Linked DNA regions of Macaca mulatta: region 2 is linked to region 1. Evidence: chromatin contacts called from public Hi-C data. All regions are on one chromosome and are shown on one strand. Each heading gives the region's core, a stretch centred on a gene start, on an enhancer-like site or on the middle of the called end of the contact. The rest is flanking DNA. Distances are from core to core; before and after follow the strand shown.

Region 1 (4,262 bases), core at 1,246-3,745:
GAAGTCTTGGCCTATTCGGGCCACTATAACAAAATACTATAAACGGAGTGGCTTATCATTAATAGGAATTTATTTCTCACAGACCTGGAAGCTGGGAAGTCTGAGATCAAGGCATCCGCAGACTTGGGGTCTGGCTCTGCTTCCTGGCTCATAGGTTGTGCTTTCTGATGGCACCTTCTTGCTGTCTGGTCACACGGTGGATGGGGCAAGTGAGCTCCCTTGAGTCTCTTATAGGGGAACCAGTCCCATTCATGAGGGCTCTGCCCTCCTGACCTAAACATCTCCCCAAAGGCTCCACATCATCTTACCAGTTAGGATTTGAACATATGAATTTTGGGGGACGTAAACATTCAGATCCTCTCACTTAATTACATATTTGGAATTTGGGTTTTTTTGTTTTTGTTTTTTTGAGACCAAGTCTCCCTCTGTCGCCAGGCTAGAGTGTGGTGGTGCGATCTTGGCTCACTGCAACCTCCGACTTCCCGGTTCAAGCAATTCTCCTGCCTCAGCCTCCCCAGTAGCTGGGATTACAGGCACATGCCACCACGCCCAGCTAATTTTTGTATTTTTAGTAGAGATGGGGTTTCACCATGTTAGGCAGGATGGTCTCAATCTCCTGACCTCGTGATCCGCCCACCTCGGCCTCCCAAACTGCTGGGATTACAGGCGTGAGCCACCGTGCCTGGCCGGAGTTTGGCTATTTTTATTCCCTCCAGGAGTAGATAAAGATATATGTAAAAAAATGTTTCTAATTTCAGCCAAGTCATCTGTTAGAGCCATATTTTAATTCCCCTGGGTTTCTTCTTATAATCTGGAAGAATTTTTCTTTTAGTTACCCCCTTATCATTCAGATCACAGACTTTACATACTTTGGCCAATGTCCCTGAATTATCTCATGCTTTTGTTATCTTGAAAACTTCTTTGACAATCAATTATTGCCAGACCCAGAACACCTCATGGGGTTGTGCTTTTTCTTTTTGAAAGCAACAATTATTTCTACAACTGCTTTGAAAACATCATGAGACCAAGTTTCTAAGGGTACAGGCAGCTTCTCATGTGAATATCAAAGCAAGCCTGGGGATGTTAATTAAATTTCAAGAATACATCTTTAAATATTACCTACATTATTAAACAAGGATTAGAGGAGAGAAATCAGTGGGGTTCAGGTCAGTGTACTGAGCCTCTGTAGCATCAACTTAAACAGAAGTTCATACCCCAAAAAACTGTCCTTAAACTTCCCGTCTCATAAACAACCCGCCACTTACTGTGGAGGCTATATTTGGTGGTTCTTGCCTTTCCCTGCTTCAATATATTATGTTGTGAACACTGTTGATAATAATGTCTTTAACTGTAGAGCCTGCCACATTCATGACATTCCAAAAATATTCTGAGGATTTCTGGGCCGGAAGATGAGGCCATCTCACATTTAAAATAGGACTTTGCAAGTTATTTCTACTCTGTGTTCAGAATTATCCAAGCAAAGACTCTAAGTAACAGCTGAAATGCTGTTTTTTTATTTTTTTTATTTTACGAGTGGACACAATTCTCATCTGAGTCCTGTTAGTCTTGTTAAAATAAGTCAGACAGAGAGAGGGGGCTGGGGGAAGTAGGGGCTCTCTATAATTTAAATTTTGCGGTCTGGGACACACCTCAAAATTACAAACCCCGGCCCCCTACTGTTGGGATGTCGCCTCTGAGTCTGAAAACTTTCTGCTCCTCTTGGGTTTGTTTGCGAACATCGAACTGCCAAGAGTTCTGAGCTCCTTGGGTTGGGGAAAGGCACCTGGGCTACCGGCTACTTCATGCACACTCCCGGCCCTGAGGGGAAGCCAGAACCAGACGCCCCGCACGGGTCTAGCCTTCCACGTCTCCCTCCCGCCTCCGGGCTGTCCTGCGGCCCCGGCTATCTGCAGCTCACCGCGCCAGGCCCCGGGCCCAGCGTCCCGGACTGGCCCAGAGAAAGCAGAGAAGGTGTGGCTCGTCCGGGAAAGGGACAGAAGGAAAGGAGTAAAAACAGAAGCCAGGCAGCCAGCGGCTCGGCCCGAAATGCTGGGGCTTTCTTAGGCTCACTGGAGGTTGAAAAAAGTTTCCTTTGTCAAGCAGTGGCCACGTGGCGCTATGGCGGTCACTACCGGGAATTAACCACGGCCACACTCTCAGGGCGCCAAGCGCCGGCTCGGGGACACGCCGGCCACCACCTCAGCCGGCTAAGGGGAACCCGAAACCTGCTGGCACCGCGGGAATCCACTATGGAGGCGTAAAGGGGGACCCATTGGGGTCCGCGAGGGGGGGCAGGGGGAGGGGAGCGGAGGGAGGAGCTCCCGGGGAGAGGGCCGCGGAGGGCCGGGGTCCCGGGGCTTGGGGAGATGGGTTGGCTGGGAGACCCGGGTCCGCGGCTGTGCAGGGCGGGGTTCCCGGAGGGGGCGGGGCTCTGGGCGGCGCGGGGCGGGGCGGGGGCGGGCACAGCGCGGGGCGGGGCGCGGGCCGGGAGCGGCAGGCGGGCCGGGCATGGCGTCCATGGCGGCGGCTATCGCGGCCTCGCGCTCGGCGGTCATGAGCGGGAACCGGCCTCTTGACGACCGGGAGCGAAAGCGCTTCACTTACTTCTCGTCGCTGAGCCCCATGGCCAGGAAGATCATGCAGGACAAGGAGAAGATCCGCGAGAAGTACGGGCCCGAGTGGGCGCGGCTGCCGCCCGCGCAGCAGGACGAGATCATCGACCGGTGCCTGGTGGGGCCGCGCGCTCCGGCGCCCCGAGACCCCGGGGACTCGGAGGAGCTCACGCGCTTCCCCGGCCTGCGCGGGCCCACGGGCCAGAAGGTGGTGCGCTTCGGGGACGAGGTAGGTGCGGGCCTGGCCGCGGACCCTCTTCCCCGCCTGGCGCCCCGGCCCGGGGGGGCACATGCCGGCGTGAGGCCGCCCCAGCTGCTAGGGGCTGGAAAGGAAGAGGCAGGAATGGCAGTGGGTGGGAGGGGAGCCCCAGAGCCGAAGGTCGGGGAATGGGAGTTCCGCTGGGGGAGTTGGTTAAGAGATCGCCGAGAGGTGGGGTCGTTAAAGAACCTCCATCTAAACCTGATCCGCCGGCTCGCACGGACTCCAGAGACTTCTCCCGGAGCTGTCGTAAGCGAGGCTGACCAAAGTGGAAACAACAAGCAGTTTTAAACCAGACAAACCTGGGTTTTAATCCAGCTCTGCTACTTACTACTTGTATGGCGGTGGGTGAATTAACTTCTTAGAGCCTCAGTTTCCACTGTGTAAAACAGGGATAATAACGCCCATCCCGTGCCTGCCCGTGAAGGCACTCAGCATATGATATATATTAACATGAATACTTGTGATGAGATGTATGGGGAAAGTAAAATTGCCAAGCCAGGCAACAGGAAAGAAAAGGTGTCTTCCAAGATAAGGAGGGAAACCCATCCATCACCCTAAGATGTTTTCCAAGTGAGCACGACGTCCAGGGTATGTTTTAGGGGTGAGCACGGTGACCCTGTTTTCCACCAAAAAACTAAGGGATGATAAGCTTAAATGAGCTCCAGTAAGTCTTGGCCACATAACAGGGCATGTTTAGGTCTCAGATCTAGGCACTGTCCAGACTGCTGGAGGGGCAGTAGAAACGCCGAATCTGTTCCAGAAAAAGCTCAGGGATGACCCACACTTAGACACAAAGGCCTGAATCTTCTGTGGGGTTCAGAAACTTGGTCTTCTTTTTCTTAGAAATGTGTTTAACCGAAGCTTGTTTGGTGCCATTAGAATTTGCACTGTGGCTCTTTGGCCTTTCAAACTCAACTTTTGCCATGAGGAGCAAAGTCAAGCAGAGCAAAAAGTATGAGAATGAAATTGCTTGCTGTTAAGGCTGTTTCTTAGGCTAGAGGGGAGAGAAGCTGGGAAGAGTTTTTTTTCTGAAGAAGTTGTGGATTATGGATGGAATTCAAGTTAAGGAGGTTTAGATCAGATTTTCAGGCTTGGGTGTGCTGAGACATTTATTAATACAAAGTGTTCGTGGTCATAAACCCACTTTAATGTGAGGGAAATGTGAAATGACTGAAGGATGATGCCAATGTTGCTCTATTCTGATGGAATCAAAAGGAAATTCTCTACTGGACTTCAAATTCTGATGGCTTTGCCAGGAAAAACAGGGTGTGGTAAACTGGGGAGGGGAAAATATAGGTTTTAAAATATATTCCTAGAGCCGAAACATTTTCAGTGGGAAAATATGCGTATTTATAAAGACATGTGTGCAGTGTTTGCGCCCAGATTTG
Region 2 (4,262 bases), core at 883-3,382, 60 kb after region 1:
TGGGCATCCAGCATCCGCAGAGTGCACAAGCAGAGGCCGCTGGGGAAGACCTGGTGGAGCTGCGAGTGAGAGCAGCCCCAACTCTCCTCTACCATGTGTTGTCAAGGAGCCCAAAGAGGCCAGGGTGAAGACACAGGCATGGGAGGAAGTGACATAGAGATGGAACCATAAAGTCTCCATGCTTCCTCCCATGCCTGTGACTGCAAGGAGACGTCCGGGTGGGTGACTCTCTTTTTAGAATGTAGAAGGTAGACTGGGAAGGACAAGAGAGAACGCTAAACCCATACACACAAGTCGGGTTCTGGTAAGTGTGTATAATGGAGGAGCTGAGTGTGTTGAGATGTTGAAAGGCAGGAGGAGTACAGCTTTATAATCCTTTATACATGTTTTATACTGCACGCTGGCTCACAAGGAGACTAGAACAGCAAACATGAACCAGGAGCAGTGTACAGAGTGAGATGAGAAGAACACCAAAAACTAGGTGTAAACCCAAGGAGAAAGCATGATGAGACTATGAAAGGGCAGCCAGGGAGGCAGGGGAATGCCAGGGCAGGGTCAGGTGCAGAGTAGGAATCAGTCTTATGGGGGAAGGGGTGGTCCATGGCATCTCACATTGCAGACACCCCACACAGGATGCTGGCTGACGCTGTCCCCTGAATTGGGCCATTTTCAGGGCACTGTTGAAACTGTGCCCCAAATAGTTAACGAAACCAATGACTAACAGAAACTCTTGAGTTTGCAGCATGGCAGGTAAAAAAAGAACTTGCTGAAACACTGAAACTCCCTCTGCCTACGAGATTTTTTAAAAACTGGCTGAAATCAGTTGTAACCACCACGGCCAATTGGAGTCTGTGCAGGACGAGCTTGCTGATGTCACAGCCTGAATTTCCACCACATGTTTCATACTAATTCCCCTGAAATTTGCATAGGGAACTCATGAGGAGGCATGGAGAGATAAAAACACATGCCCAAGGACTTTCTAGACTTCCTCTTTCCTCCACCAATCACCTACTAATCTCAGAATCTTTTCTAATAAAAATACTGCTTTGGAGCCAGCACAAGAAGACAGATTTGAGCTTGACGTTCTAGTCTTCTTGTGAATCAGCTTGCAGTATAAAGCTTTTCTTTTCTCAGAAATGCGGTGTCATATAGCATTGGCTTCTAGCACACTGGGCAGTGAGCCCCTTTTGTTTGAAAACATACTGTTCACTGTTCTGACTAAGGAAGCTCTTTCAGTGCATTGAAAAGTGACTGCAAGGAGATCGTCCGGGTGGGTGACTCTCTTTTTAGAATGTAGAAGGTAGGCTGGGAAGGACAAGAGAGAACGCTAAACCCATACAGACAAGTCGGGTTCCGGTAAGTGTGTATAATGTAGGAGCTGAGTGTGTTGAGATGTTGAAAGGCAGGAGGAGTACAGCTTTCTGAGAATCCAGGTCCTGATGTGGTCTACAGAGAATCTTCTGCATGACCACATTCTTCTCATAACTCTGAGCTGTCAGAGAATCAGATGAATTCTCAGGCTTGCTGGCCCCACTTCTGCTACCTTCTCTCCATCCGTCCAGTTAGACCAGGACTGAGCCACACTTGATCTGGCCTTCTAGTTCCCAGAGGAAGAGAAAGAGGCACACAATTGCAAGGTGCATGGTGGCCCAAAGAGGTTAAGTGATATGGTTAAGTCCACACAGCTAGCTGGAGGTAAGTTCTAGACTGGAATACAGGACTCAAACTCTAGGTTCAGTGCTGCTTCCATTACATGATCCTGCAGTTGCTCCATATGGTTCAGTGGTTCCCTTTCCTTGGAGAGTCCTACTGATAATGAACCAATAAACCTCCTCGGGACTATCACTGAGCTACGTTCTTCCATCAGAGGCACTGTTCAGGCGCCAAGGAGAGTCTCACCCTCTGCCTCTCCTCCCACTCAGAAAGGCACTGTGGGGCTGGGAAAATGCCCCAGGCTGGCATCAGTAGCAAGCACAGCCTACTCTTGATTCACAGCTGTGGTGACGAGGCAGCCTTCACACTGGTACTTGGCAGGCGGTCTTGGCTCTCAGTAGAATGGTTCTTTGTTTCTACTAATGATCCAGTACACTGAATTGGGCTGGCACCAATGAACCGGGTACCTCTGCCAACCAGGTCACATGCTCTGTGCTTTCTGAAGCCCTGGCCCCTCAGTGCACTGCGTAGCTCTGCACAGCACAGGGTGGAGAGGAGCCTGGAGGCATGCTCTGTATTTCAGATAAACATGACTACGACTTGAGGTTCTCTCCAGGCACTGTCCAAAGGATTTGGTCTCAGGACCAAAATGTTATAGGTTGATATGGTATGATATGTTTCATGTTGTAGGTTGATATGGTTTGGCTCTGTGTCCCCACCCACATCTCACTTTGAATTTAATCCTTATAATCCCCATATGTCAAGGGCAGGACCAAGTGGAGATTAATTGAATCATGGGGGCAGTTTCCCCCATGCTGTTGTCATGGTAATGAGTGAGTCTCATGAGATCTGATGGTTTTATAAGTGTCTTGCATTTCCCCTGCTGGCACTTCTCTTTCCTGCTGCTTTGTGAAGAGGGTACCTTGCTTCCCCTTCACCTTCCACCATGATTATATGTTTCCTGAGACTTCTCCAGCCATGCTGAACTGTGAGTCAACTAAATCTCTTTCCTTTACCAATTAACCAGTCTCAGGTATGTCTTTATTAGAGTGTGACAGTGGACTAATGCATAGGTCTATTCAGATTTTCAGTATTCTCTGAAGGTAGTTCTGGTAATTTATCTTTTTCTAGGATTTTTTCCATTCCATCTAAGTTGTCTAATTTGTTGACATAAAGTTGTTTAAAACATTCACTTATCATTCATTTAATTTCTGATGGGTCAGCAGTGATGCCTGCTCTTAGATTCTTGATTGTTAATTTGTGTTTTCTCTTTTTTTTCTTGGTCAGTTTAGTTAAAAGTTTATCAATTTTGCAATCTTTTTTAAGAATCACCTTTTCATTTCTTTGATGTTCTCTATTATTTTTCTCTTTGCTAGTCAATTGATTTCTGCTTTAGTCTTTATTTCTTTCCTTTTAAGGTTTAATTTGCTTCTCTCTTTCTCTAATCTTAAGATGGAAGCTTAAATTATTGTTTTGAGAACATTCGGCTTTTCTAAGTCCTGCTTTAGCTTCATCCTATTAATGTTGATGTGTATAGACATGTGTAAATACATAGTATATTTTATTTTTGTTTCATTCAGTTCAAAATCTTTCTAATTTCCATTGTAATTTTTCTCTTCAGCCCATAGTTATTTAGAAATGTGTTAATTTCTAAAATTTGAGGATTTCCCAAACTTATTTTTGTTTCTATTTTAATTCCTTTGTGGCTGGAGAACATACTCCGAGTGATTTAAATTCTTTTAAATATATTAAAAATTAGTTTTATGGTCTAGTATGTGGTCTAACCTGGAGAATGTTCCATGTGCTTTTGAAAAAATGTGCATTCATTACTTGAGGGAAGAGTGTTCTATGAATGTCAGTTAGTCAAGTTGGTTGATAGTGTTGTTCATGTCTTCTATTTCCTTGTTAATTTTCTGAATAGTTGTTCTATCAGTTATTAAAAATGGGTTAATGGGTTATTGAACTCTCTAACTACAATTGTTAAGTCTAAATAATCCATTTCTTCTTTTAATTATATCAATTTTTGCTTCATAATTTTGAGACTCTGCTATTAGGTACCATTACACTTGTAATTATTATATATTCTTAATGAATTGACCCTTTATAATACTGTAATATCATTTCTTGTCTCCAATTATATTTCTTGTCTTAAATTTTATTTTCTCAGATATTGATGTAGGCACTCAAGCTCTCCTATTGCCAGTATTTGCATGGTACTCTCTTTTTCATCCTTTTACTTTCAACTTTTGTCTTTTTGTGTGAAGTATCTCTTGTAGACAGTATCCAATTGAATCTTGCTTTTTTATCCATTTTGACAATCACTGCCTTTTGATTGTAGTGTTTATTCATATTTAATATAATTATCAGCATGGCTGGATTAAGGTCTGCCATTTTGTTTCTATGTCTTATTTTTAAAATCTATTCTTCCCTTACTGCTTTTGTGCTAAACATTTTTTTTTTTTAAGTATTCTACTTTGATTCCTCTGCTGTTGTACTGTATTTTTGAGTTATTTTCTTAGTGGTTGCTCTGTAGATTACAATCTGCATCTTAATTTACCTGAGGTAATACTGACTTAATTCTAAGAAAATACAGAAATATTGCTTCAATA

The links. Hi-C and Micro-C count contacts between places; a contact is called where the count stands out from the background.
Region 2: a contact with region 1 is called in a Hi-C map of fetal cortex germinal zone, with 2.9 times the contacts expected there. The contact joins the enhancer-like site here to the promoter of C1H1orf198 in region 1. A contact is called at or near these places in 4 of 14 Hi-C or Micro-C datasets (cortical neurons, fetal cortex germinal zone, fetal cortical plate and 1 more).

Annotation. Positions count from the first base shown.
Region 1 is chr1:18,168,327-18,172,588 of T2T-MMU8v2.0, forward strand. C1H1orf198 (chromosome 1 C1orf198 homolog) reads left to right here and starts at 2,496. Exons shown (of 4, transcript XM_015126081.3): 1 at 2,496-2,841. The coding sequence starts at 2,509.
Region 2 is chr1:18,229,124-18,233,385 of T2T-MMU8v2.0, forward strand. All of the region lies in intron 19 of CAPN9 (calpain 9), which reads right to left. Among named protein-coding and RNA genes, the nearest start is that of CAPN9, 59 kb to the right of the region's middle. Within about 2 kb of position 2,133, at least 15 of the 40 cell types and tissues checked have an H3K27ac peak or open chromatin away from gene starts, as enhancers often do. A contact at or near this core is called in fetal cortex germinal zone and fetal cortical plate, where this site is marked.